Linked DNA regions of Mus musculus: region 1 is linked to region 2. A link is a contact called in public promoter capture Hi-C data. All regions are on one chromosome and are shown on one strand. The core of a region is the stretch at or near the end of the contact, and the rest is flanking DNA. Distances in the headings are between cores, read along the strand shown. Region 1 holds the start of Alkbh2 (alkB homolog 2, alpha-ketoglutarate-dependent dioxygenase). Region 2 holds the start of Pxmp2 (peroxisomal membrane protein 2).

The links. Promoter capture Hi-C pulls out the DNA fragments that hold promoters and counts their contacts.
Region 1: a contact with region 2 is called in a promoter capture Hi-C map of liver, with 4 times the contacts expected there. The contact joins the promoter of Alkbh2 here to the promoter of Pxmp2 in region 2. A contact is called at or near these places in 2 of 39 promoter capture datasets (liver and pre-B cells).

The regions. Positions count from the first base shown.
Region 1 is chr5:114,126,812-114,132,705 of GRCm38.p6, forward strand. It overlaps Alkbh2 (alkB homolog 2, alpha-ketoglutarate-dependent dioxygenase), which reads right to left and starts at 1,407. Exons shown (of 4, transcript NM_001359941.1): 1 at 1,272-1,407; 2 at 715-958. The coding sequence starts at 928. It overlaps Ung (uracil DNA glycosylase), which reads left to right and starts at 4,345. Exons shown (of 6, transcript NM_011677.2): 1 at 4,345-4,702; 2 at 5,370-5,465. The coding sequence starts at 4,418.
Region 2 is chr5:110,284,846-110,290,349 of GRCm38.p6, forward strand. Pxmp2 (peroxisomal membrane protein 2) reads right to left here and starts at 1,323. Exons shown (of 5, transcript NM_008993.2): 1 at 1,039-1,323. The coding sequence starts at 1,160. It overlaps Pole (polymerase (DNA directed), epsilon), which reads left to right and starts at 1,474. Exons shown (of 49, transcript NM_011132.2): 1 at 1,474-1,604; 2 at 4,388-4,529; 3 at 4,937-5,017; 4 at 5,381-5,425. The coding sequence starts at 1,543.

The sequences.
Region 1 (5,894 bases), core at 157-2,656, 3.8 Mb after region 2:
TTCTCCCCTTCCTTTTTAAAATTTTGTTTTATTTTATGTATTTAAATATTTTATTTTGCTTGCTTGTGATGTCTGTGCCCTCGAAGGCTGGACAAGGGCACCACAGTAGCTGGAACTGGAGTTACAGAGGATTGTGGGCTGCCATGTGGGTGCTCAGACCCAAACTTGGGTCCTCTGGGACAGCAACTAGTCTTAACTGCTGACTCATCTCATACATTTATTTAATTATGGTCTTTAACAAAACAAAACAGGGTGTCGACAGGCAGTGGTGGCGCACGCCTTTAATCCCAGCACTTGGGAGGCAGAGGCAGGAGGATTTCTGAATTTGAGGTCAGCCTGGTCTACAGAGTGAGTTTCAAGGCAGCCAGGGCAACACAGAGAAACCCTGTCTCGAAAAAACAAAAACCACTGAGGCCTAACCTTCGCCTCCAGCTATTTTGAATCAGTATCACGAAGATCCCAGAATGGTTCGGTTTGGGGGTTTGTTTTGCTTTTTTTGTTATTTAGTTTTTTAACTTCCCAGGTAATTCCAATCAGTTGCCAAATAATTTCGTTCTAGACCTCGTGGACAGTTCGTATGCCAAACCATAACCTAACCTAACCAGAGCTGCCCAGACCGTGACCTAATCCGTCACAGCCGGAAGTTCACGCTTCTCCCAGGGAAGGCGCATCCTGTCCTCGCACAAGCCTAACGCACGTAAGACCTCCGCCTACCAGTAAAATACTCCACTTCTTGCTCCAACTCTCGGAAAATCTTGTCTGCCTCGGCTTTGCCGAATAGGACGGTGTAATCACAGCTCAGACCTTCCGCGCGAAGGTGTCGCCAGTCCGGGCTCTTCAGGTCGCCCGAGGCTCCTCCCGTCGGGGCGGGCTCCTCCCCTCCCCCTTGGAGGTCGCGGAGGTCTGGCCTCACCAGGAACTTGTCCATCCCGCCGCCCACTCACAGCTCAGACGCGTCCTACAAAGGAAACAAGAGCGCATTAAACCTCCTAGGAGGTGCCTGGCGGGCATCATCCAGGCGGGGAGCCTGCCCTGTAGCTTAAGTCTTCCTAGCACAAGCTGACCCGAACCACGCTGTCCTCACGCCCCAGGCGCCCATCGGTAGGAATCCCGGGCACGCATCCCCAGGCCCGCCCTGGAATGGAGTACTTTTAAAGACCCGTCCGTCCTCTTCGGAATTCGAGAGCTTTGGCTGCAAACGGCTGCCCAAACCCAAAAGGCTACACATGGGAAGACGCAAGCGCAGAGAGGCATGAGGCTCGCCCAGTTACCCAGAAAAGCAGGGTTGCCTCTGCCCTGCGGCCCCGCGGGGTAGGGGCTGGCACGGGCGAGCAACCGGGCTCCACCGGAGAGCCCGGAGCGGTGGGTCAGGTCTCTGCACAGACACACGCAGCCCCAGGAACCCTCACCCCGCCCCTCCCGCCTACGCGGGACTTCCGGGCACAGCGCCCCCTGCCGGTCTCCCTGCGCACCGCAGGATGCTGCCTTCACCTGATGGCTCAGCAAGGTTAGGCCTGTGGACCAGTTCTGGGGTCTACGAGCCTAGTGTGCTACAGCATACTGTCTGGGGGGCTTGAGGGCAGTGTATGAATCTGCACTCCTGACAAAGACACAGCATTGTCTGACCACTACAGTCGACATGGAGAACAGTTATACCATCCCATAGAATCCTTCCTCCCTTAGGTTCCGACATAATTTGTCAGCTATTCCTTGCTTGCTCTTCTTCACGATTCCACATAAATGTGATGGATTAGAGGCTGTATAGCCTTTTGCGTTTGACTTATTTCTGTAAGCACACTGCTTTTAGATATAACCGTGTTTTAAAATCTTTATTTTATTTTATTTATATGAGTACACTATTGCTCTCTTCAGACACACCAGAAGAGAGCATAAGATTCCATTACAGATGGTTGTGAGCCACCACGTGGTTGCTGAGAATTGAACTCAGGGCCTCTGGAAGAGCAGTCAGTGCTCTTAACCGCTGAGCCATCTCTCCTGCCCCTGCCCCCGTGTTTTTTAATCTTTTGGGGGGGTTGTTTTTGTTTGTTTTTCTTTTCTTTGTATGTGTGTGTGTGTGTGGTTTGTTTCGAGACAGGGTTTCTCTGTGTAGTCCCAGCTGTCCTGGAACTCACTTTGTAGACCAGGCTGGCCTCAGACTCAGGAATCCATCTGCCTCTGTCTCCCAAGTGCTGGGATTAAAGGCGTGCGCCACCACTGCCCAGCTGTGTTTTTTAATCTTTAGCTTCAAGTACAGCCATTTTATTTATATACTATGTATAAACATAGAGGACATTTGTACCGTTTTTCTCCTTCCATTGCTGGTATGGAAAGACCTGTGACAGTCATTTCTTGCTCCTGGTGGCACAGAAGAAAAAAAAATCACCATAAATATTCAAGCTCAAACTTTTCTGTGAATGCTGAGTTTACTTCATTGAGAAAACGCCCTGGTCCTCGACCAGAGGGAACGTGTTATATCTCTCTAAAGTGCTGCCTATGGGAGCACACGGTGCTCTCTGCTGTCACACACCAGCAGGGCACAGCAGGTCCTGTCTTATCCACGTTGTATTTTGGAGATGAAAACAAAAAAGGGGCAATGTGATAAACAAGATTTCTTTGTACAATATGGAAGTTGTGAGCAGGGTGACAGGCTAGGGAGTAGGGGGGGATGGGGAAGAGGATCTTACAGGGAAGAATCCTAAGCCAGCATTGAAGCTTTCCAGGTAAGGGACAAAATAACATAGCATGCGAAGATTTTAGCGGGACGCTGCGGAAAGGCAAACCGCCTGGAGAACTGCTAAATTGGGAGTCTAGTCAGTTCAGATTGGGAGGCTGTAGCCCAGACTAGCCCCTAACAGCTTGTGTAGCCAAGCCTTGTGCTCCTGATCCTCTTGCCTCCACCTCCCAGATGCTGGGCTCACAGGGTGTGTCACCACTCTGTGACACACGGCGGCATAGGAGGGTTTTTCCAGGGCAGCGGTCGGTCGAGGTTTAAATTACACTTGCAGTGGCACACGCCTTTAATCCCAGCACTTGGGAGGCAGAGGCAGGCGGATTTCTGAATCCAAGGCCAGCCGGGTCTACAGAGAGTTCCAGGACAGCCAGGGCTATACAGAGAAACTCTGTCTTGAAAAACCAAAAAAAAAAAAAAAATAAAAAAAATAAATAAATAAATTACACCTGCAAAAGATCACTCAGTAGAAAAGAGTAGCTGGGATTGTTATATTAGAGGGAAGGATATAACTGAAAGCTGCACAACTGAATGTATGTCTGACGTGAGTGTGGGAGGTAAAAAGTACAAGGGGGTGTATGGCTCAGTGGTCAAGCGGTTGCTCAGGATGCACAAAGGCCCTGAGTTCAATCCCCAAAGGGGACTGAAAAGGAGGGAGGGAGGTGTATCTGGGGAAGTGGAACATTTCGGGGTTAAAGGCCTTCAATCTTTACATCAGTAAGACTTGGAGAAAGCCCCGCTTTAGAGCTAGGACAGGTAGGTAGGTAAGCAGCAGGCTCCCCCTACCTCCTAAGCCCCACCCACCCGGGGGCGGGGCCTCAGCCCCTCCCACACATGCGCGCTGGGCCTCACCGACCCCTGCCCAGCCAGCCTCCCCGCCCCCAACGGGAGCCCGCGCAGGTGGCAGCGCGCCTACCGTGAGCACGGCTGCAGGAGTCCCGGAGGTCCGTGCTCGGCGCAGGCATGATCGGCCAGAAGACCCTATACTCTTTCTTCTCTCCGACCCCCACAGGGAAGCGGACCACGCGCAGCCCGGAGCCGGTCCCAGGGAGCGGAGTGGCGGCCGAGATCGGCGGCGATGCCGTGGTGAGACGAGCGGGGTAGCGCGGGACGCGGGGGTACGGCGGGGTCCCGGGCAGGAGCGCCACGCACGCCGCTTGCTCGGACAGACTGGGACACCTTAGGGGTTCAACACAGCCGCGCGCTGTCGGCCGCCGCCACGCCGAGGCACTAGCCAATAGGGATGGGGCACGGTCGCCGCAGAGCCAATCAGTGTGCAGCGTGCCCGCCCTGCTCCTCGCGTGGTCCAATCAAAAGCGGCAAGGGGCGGGAGCTGTTTTGCCGCGAAAAGCCCACGTGGAAGGTCTTGGGTGAGGCGCGCGGGGCAGCACCAGGCAGCGCGAGACTGCGGTGCTGCGGGTCCCGGGCAGGAGAGCCGCGCACCCCGTTTATCAGCCAGACTGGGACACCTTAGAGGTCCAAAACAACCGCGCGCGTCCACGGCCGCCATGCCGAGACATCTACCAATGGGGACGGAGCTCGGCCGCCTCAGAGTCAATCGGTGTGCAGCGTGCCCACCCTGCCCTTGTATAGTCCAATCAGAAGCGGCAAGGGGCGGGAGGTGTTTTGCCGCGAAAAGCCTGCGTGGGAGCGCAGACGGGTGCAGCGGGTCCCCTGCTCGGCTGGACCATGGGCGTCTTGGGGCGGCGGTCTTTGCGGTTGGCGCGGAGAGCGGGGCTCCGGAGCCTGACTCCCAACCCCGACTCTGACTCCCGGCAGGCCAGCCCCGCCAAGAAGGCCCGGGTGGAGCAGAACGAGCAAGGCTCGCCGCTCAGCGCCGAGCAGCTCGTCCGCATCCAGAGGAACAAGGCCGCGGCGCTGCTCAGGCTCGCCGCCCGCAACGTGCCTGCCGGCTTCGGCGAGAGCTGGAAGCAGCAGCTGTGCGGGGAGTTCGGGAAGCCGTACTTCGTCAAGGTCGGTGGGCTCGGGTCCAGCCAGCCTCCCCCGTCCCCTCCCTTTCCGTGCCACACTTGACAACGATGCCGGTGTGTCTGGGTTACATGAAGGGCAGGAAGGTGGCGTCGTGGCTTCGTTTTACGTGGAGGAGGGCGCATAGAAGTCACAGGACAACTTGGGGAAATATCTCACTATCACGTGGGTCCGGAGGTTAAATCAGGTTGGCGGGCTGGGCGCCAGCTGCCTTCGTGGCTTTTTGTAAGCCACCTGGTTTACCCCAAAGCCAACAAACCCTGGGGTAGTGAACAAGAGTGAATGAAATGACCTTTGGTCTTTTATTAGAAGTCAGGAAAGACGATCGAGGCCTTAGGCTGTAATCTCAACCCTTGAGAGCTGGGGGGCTGGAGGTGAAGGCCAACCTCAGATTCTGTGCTATGGGAGGCCCTGTCTTTTAAAAAGAAGAGGGGGCGGAGTTACTGTGAAATGAAAATAGTCCAGCCCAAGAGGGGAAAGGGTGCTATGCTGGCTTCAATTGTTTTTTTAAAAAAAGTTTGGGTTTAAATCATGCGCGCACACACACAAATAGACGAGGTTTCAAACACCTTTTATAAAATAGGTTTTCAATCCTAATTCTTAGTTTCTGGTAAGAATGGGCTTTTAAACCTCCTTTTATCTTTTAAACCAGCTAATGGGATTTGTTGCTGAAGAAAGGAACCACCACAAGGTCTATCCGCCCCCGGAGCAGGTGTTCACATGGACCCAGATGTGCGACATCCGAGATGTGAGTGGAGCTGGGGTCTGGCTAGAGAGGAATCTAACAGTGTTTCAGTTAAGCCACGGGCTGTTTCGTAGTGAGTGTGTGATGGTAGACATGGAAGGTGCCGGGTTTGGTTGTGTTCCGGGTAGAAAGCTGTGTGTGTGTCCAGCTGTTTAGTCTTTTAACCAAACAAAGAAAATGCATGTATACATTTGCTTGTGTGCTTGCTTATTATTATTATTCCCTTGTTATAGTTAGTGCTAGTTTATCTCAGTCTATTGAGTGTAGGCAACGCAGGACTGGAAAAGTGAGGTTATTTCTGCTCACAAGATGTGTTGGGAAAATTGTGGCCCCCATATACTAATAATCTCAGCACCTGAAGGTTGGAGCCCAGCCTGGGCCACTTGAGACCCTGATTCAATAATACAGAAGTCAAAAACAAGGGCGGTTGTA
Region 2 (5,504 bases), core at 73-2,572:
TGTCTTCTAAAAAGCTATAAATCCAAAACTTTTAGTATGGATCATAAGGACCCTCTTGACTTGACCCCTGGTTACCTCTTCCTATCTACTCTCCCTGGTCATTTTCTCCACCAGAGTCCTTCTCTTCACCCCTCCGACATTCTCTGAATTCTTCCCCCAGAACTTTTACACTTACTGTGCCCTGTAAACAACCGCTTCTCTTCTCTGTGCTTCTGACCAACGTCAACAACCCAGGAGAAATTTCCCTAACTGCTCTAAGTTATACATTTATCTGCCTTTTGCGGGGGTGGGGTGGGGTGGGGTGGGAAGATGGACTCGTTCTTCTTAGCTCCGAGAGAAGTCTATGCGCCTGTTCTGATCACAGCTATGTGCCCGCGCACAGGAAGCACTCTGCACACACTTATGGAAAAGCTAAGTTAATACAGAACCTACAAAATGCACTAATGGAAATGAACAGAAACAGGGATATCTCGTTAGGAAACCGAACGATGTAATTCAAAGGGCAGAGTTCACCAGCGACCGTGCCTGGGTTGCTCAGGGTTAGAATGTGTCCCTGACTCGCGGGTCTTCACAACACTCAGACTGCAAAGGCTAACTAATGCTTGGGACCCAACACACAAACAGCACTTACTGGCTAAGCAGAACGGGGTCGCACCTTAAGGAAGAACTCTGCCTTCCTCCACAGCAGTGGTTCTCAACCTTCTTATCGCTGTGACCCTTTAATAATACAGTTAGCTCCTCATGGTGTGGTCACCCCAACCATAAAATTACTTTCACTGCTACTTCTAAACTGTAATGCTGCTACTGTTGTGAATCATAACGTAAATATCTGATATACAGGATATCTGATACGTGACCCCCTGTACAAAGGTCGTTCAACCTTTAAGGGGTTCCCGACGTACAGGCTGAGATCCACTGCTGCTCGGGCAATATCTGAGCTGCTTGGTCTGCAGACGCCCCCTCTCTTAACCTCCCCTGCAGGAGAGTCTCCCCTGTCGGCACCCCTCCTTTTCACCCCACTTCCCAGTAGGCGCCCACCTGCTGACTGCTTTGGTGAGCACCGGGTAGAGCTTTAGGAGCAGCAAGTATTGGGCGAGCGCTCGCTTGGGAAGCGACCCGAGCTCGGATTCCACCCGCAGCCTGGACGCCGCAGGTGCCATCGCGGTCCGGATGTCTAAGTCGCCCCGGGCGCCCACCCAACAGCTAGGCAGTCGGGCACCCGGCCCGGGACACAGGGCACAGGGCGGGGACGGCCTGACATTTTCTGCCCTTCCTCCGCCCTCAGCGAGCCCGGCCGTCCCGCCACGCGCGCGGCCAGCTAGTGCACTCTTTTCCCCCGGTCCCTGCGACCCACCCTCTGCGCTCGCCGGAGGATTGGAGAGCCGAGGGGCGGGGCGGGGCGGGGCGGGGCGATGGGGGCGGGCCCCGGCTAGGTCCATCTGAGGCCGCGCCTTCTCATTGGCCGAAGCCGTAGCCTCGCGAGAGCACGTGGAGAGCGCGCCAAATTCTCCCCGGAGCCTGAGGGAGCTTTGGAGCGTCGCAATGGTCCTGAGGAACAGTGGACGGAGGCACCCCGAGCCGGGCGCGGATGGCGAAGGCAGCCGGTGAGAGCCGGTGTCCTGCTGCCAAGGCGCTGGCGGTAGCCGCGGCCGGAGCAAGCTTGGGCGGGCGCGGTGTCCGGGGGTTCAGGGGTGGGGAAAACAGCGGGCCCGGCGCGCGGCGCGGAGGACAGGGCGGGCTCCCGTCTTCGCCCTGTGTGGTTTCCGTAGTTTTTATTGAGATGCTAAACTCAACTCCGTGGCCCAGGCTGCTTCTCTAGAAATATCTGTGCCTGCCCTGTGACTTGACTAGGGGTGAACATCTATTCTCATCAGACAAGAAGGGAACGGGGAAAGTAAAGGAAGATTCTGTCTAGACCAGCTCGGCGAAGTAAACCAATTTATTAAACCAAAAGCCGAAACCCTTACGCATCACATCAGCAAGAGATTCTAGAGTATGGTGACAAAGGAAACTGATGTGGATATCGTATATAGAGATTGGTGACACTGTGGCAGAATAAGACTCTGTATCAGGGGCTGGTGAGATGGCTCAGTGGGTAAGAGCACCCGAGTGTTCTTCTGAAGGTCCAGAGTTCAAATCCCAGCAACCACATGGTGGCTCACAACCATCCGTAACAAGATCTGACTCCCTCTTCTGGAGTGTCTGAAGACAGCTACAGTGTATTTACATATAATAATAAATAAATCTTAAAAAAAAAAAAAAGACTGTGTATCAGAATGTGAGCACTCATTGAGTGGAAGCCCGGTTAGAGCTGAATAGTGATAGTGTTTTCCTATTATATGTGAAGCTCTGGGTTTGCTGTACAACACCTGCATAGCAGCCAGGGTAATTGACCTGGACCAGTAAGCGGTTCTTCAGTGACAGGTTCCTGAGAGAGTGATGGCCAGGGGGATGAGGAGGAGATGGAGAAGATAAGAGCATTCAGGATCAGGAGGTGTCACACAGAGTGATGGCTCATGCAAGCAAGTTTATTAGGAAGTACAGCATCTTTTTTTTTTTTTGATGTATTTACTTATTTTATGTATGTGAGTACTCTGTAGTTGTCCTGTCTTAAGACACACCAGTCAGATCACATTGTAAATGGTTGTGAACCACCATGTGGTTGCTGGGAATTGAACTCAGGACCTTTGGAAGAGCAGTCAGTGCTCTTAACCACTAAGCCATCTCTCCAGCCCCAAGCCATTTCTTCAAGCCCCCAAGTACAGTGTCTTACATAGAGGTTTTGTACCTCTATGGAAAGGTGGGTGGGACAGTGTCATAGAGCAGGTAGCAGCCTTGGGACAGAAAACCATAGCCCCTTAAGGATGAGAAGAGATGATTTCTTAGGATCCGGATCCACAGCGCCCTCAAGGCCCTGGTTCTCAGGCTATTACTTGCTCTACCAAGCTCATTCCTGATTTAGAAAAAGGAGCTATGTTCTTTTTCATACATCCAAGCCTCAGTCTAACAGTAACAATAGTTACTGTGTTGACTTCTTCATGTCCATGATGCCATGGAAAGACACGTGAGGTGGGCAGTACTCATACTGTTATGTTCATGCTAGACTTCAGTTTAGAGATGAGAGATGTGAAGTACTTTATCTACATTTACAACTATTTGATGTGCATATATAAATATATATTTTACATATATTAGATTTTATGCATTATATAATTATGTTATTACATGTGGCATTGTATGTTGTATATATAATATATACTTTATATATTACATGTGTATATGTAGCTAGAAGTGCAATACAGAACCTCACATACTCTACCACTAGGACATATCATCAACTAAGGACGTGCCCTTAGTCATTCAACTTTGCCATGTACTTGAGCAGATGGAAAGTTGTTGCTGCATAAATAAATAAAACCTTTTAGAAACCTTTTGTTTTTAAGAATTTGGTTATATTCACACACATACCCTACTCCTCTCAATTCTTCCCATATATAACCTTTTCCAACTTAGAGACCATATATGTATGTATGTATGTATGTATGTATACACATGCACACACACACATATATATATTTAAATAACCCAATTTGTCCACCTGTGTACTCTTAGCAATAGCTTTTAGCTTATGCTTATGCTTTATGCCCCATGTGCTTTATGTGGATTGGCTCGTGAAATCGTTAAATCAGTCCTGTGAGGTGAGCATGTTTCCTTGAAGCTGTAGGTAGTGGTAAAGATTGGGCTTTATATGTAACTGCCTCCGTATTCATTGAATGAGGAACTAGATGGCCCTCTTCATAGGTGCTATCATGAAAATGAACTGAGAATGTATGCTCAGAGCGCTTTCACACTGTCTGAGGTAATCTGTAAGCAGTCTTCTTTGGTACTTTCATCTTTTAGATTTTTGTACTATGGCTGAATAAAAAGTAAGGTAGACAGCTTAGAGGAACCCGTATTAAGAGGAGGTAGCATCTGGGTAAACAGTTTTCTAGTCTATTTTACCAACTTACTCATTGGAATGGTATTTAAAGGCCAGGGAGTTTTGAGGTGGGAGTTGCTTTTGTTGTATTTTTCCTAGAAATGCTGTTTTTTGTTGTTGTTGTTTTCATTGAGCCTTCTACCAGCCTTGATGTTTTTTCAGGAATGTATATGCCATACCATATCAGAAATACATAAACATCAAACGTGGTGGTACACACTTTTAATCCCTTGAGAAACAGGCATGTTGATTACTGTGAGTTGGAGGCCAGCCTGGTCTACAGTGAGACGCTGTAGCAAAAATAAATAAACAAACAAACATAAATAAATAAGCAAGCAAAACAACAATAAAACATAGATGAAAGTTAGGGGTCTAAATGGTGAAACCTGGTTCTCTTCTTTTACTCAGGGATGATGGTCCCTCTTCCTCAGTCTCAGCACTCAAGCGTCTGGAACGGAGCCAGTGGACAGACAAGATGGACTTACGGTTTGGTTTCGAAAGGCTGAAAGAGCCTGGAGAAAGGACTGGCTGGCTGATCAACATGCACCCTGTATGTACCTGACACTGCTTGCTCATCCTTTGCTTCTAGGGCATGGCTGGACCTCTTCCTGTAAACATCACCTTATCTAGTGGATGAGTGATAGAGCAGAGGAAGGCACGTCCGAGAGACCTGGTTATTAGGATGCTTTTCCTTTCCTGTTTAACATGGAGGCCACAAAGTGCTGTTAGCTCTCAGCAGAAAGCTTTCAAGAATTATTAAAGAAAATTCAGAAGAATGCCCACCGAGGAACCGTTATACTGCAGTTCTTACAAAGGTGGTGTCTATGTAAGGGAACAAGTAAAGGGAGAGGTGTGAGGATTCCGTCTACAGAGTACTAGCTTCTCACAGGGTAGCCTGGAAAGAGCTCCTAGGCTTTGTAGAGGTTAACATGTTCCTGTTCAATGGTTCTCTTACAGACTGAGATCTTAGATGAAGACAAACGCTTAGTCAGCGCGGTGGATTACTACTTCATTCAAGATGATGGAAGCAGATTTAAGGTAAGCCCTTGACTCCTATCTAAAACTAAAACCTATCTGTGACAAGTAAGTTGTTTAAACTAAGAGGGTATTTGTTCAATTCCCAACACTTGAAAGGCTGTCTGTAACTCCAGTTCCAAGAAACGCAATGCCCTCTTCCGTTGTCTGTGGTTATCAGGCATGTACTTGGTATATAGATATACATGTAAGCAAAACACCCATACACATGAAATAAAAAATAAGTAAATAGATCTTAAAAGAAAAAAGCTATCAAGGTCCAAGGCGCCTTGTGTCCAGGTTGCTCATCACTTGCCACTCTGAAATCTTTTTTCCCTTTCTCTCCTTTTTTTCTTTTTTCTCACACCCTTTTGATGGTTTTTATAGGTGGCCTTGCCCTATATGCCGTATTTCTACATTGCAGCGAGAAAGGTCAGTCTGTCCTGGGTAGAAACTGGTCAAATGATCTGTTCCTTGCTCTCCTGGGTGGGTTTCAGAACTGATATGGGTA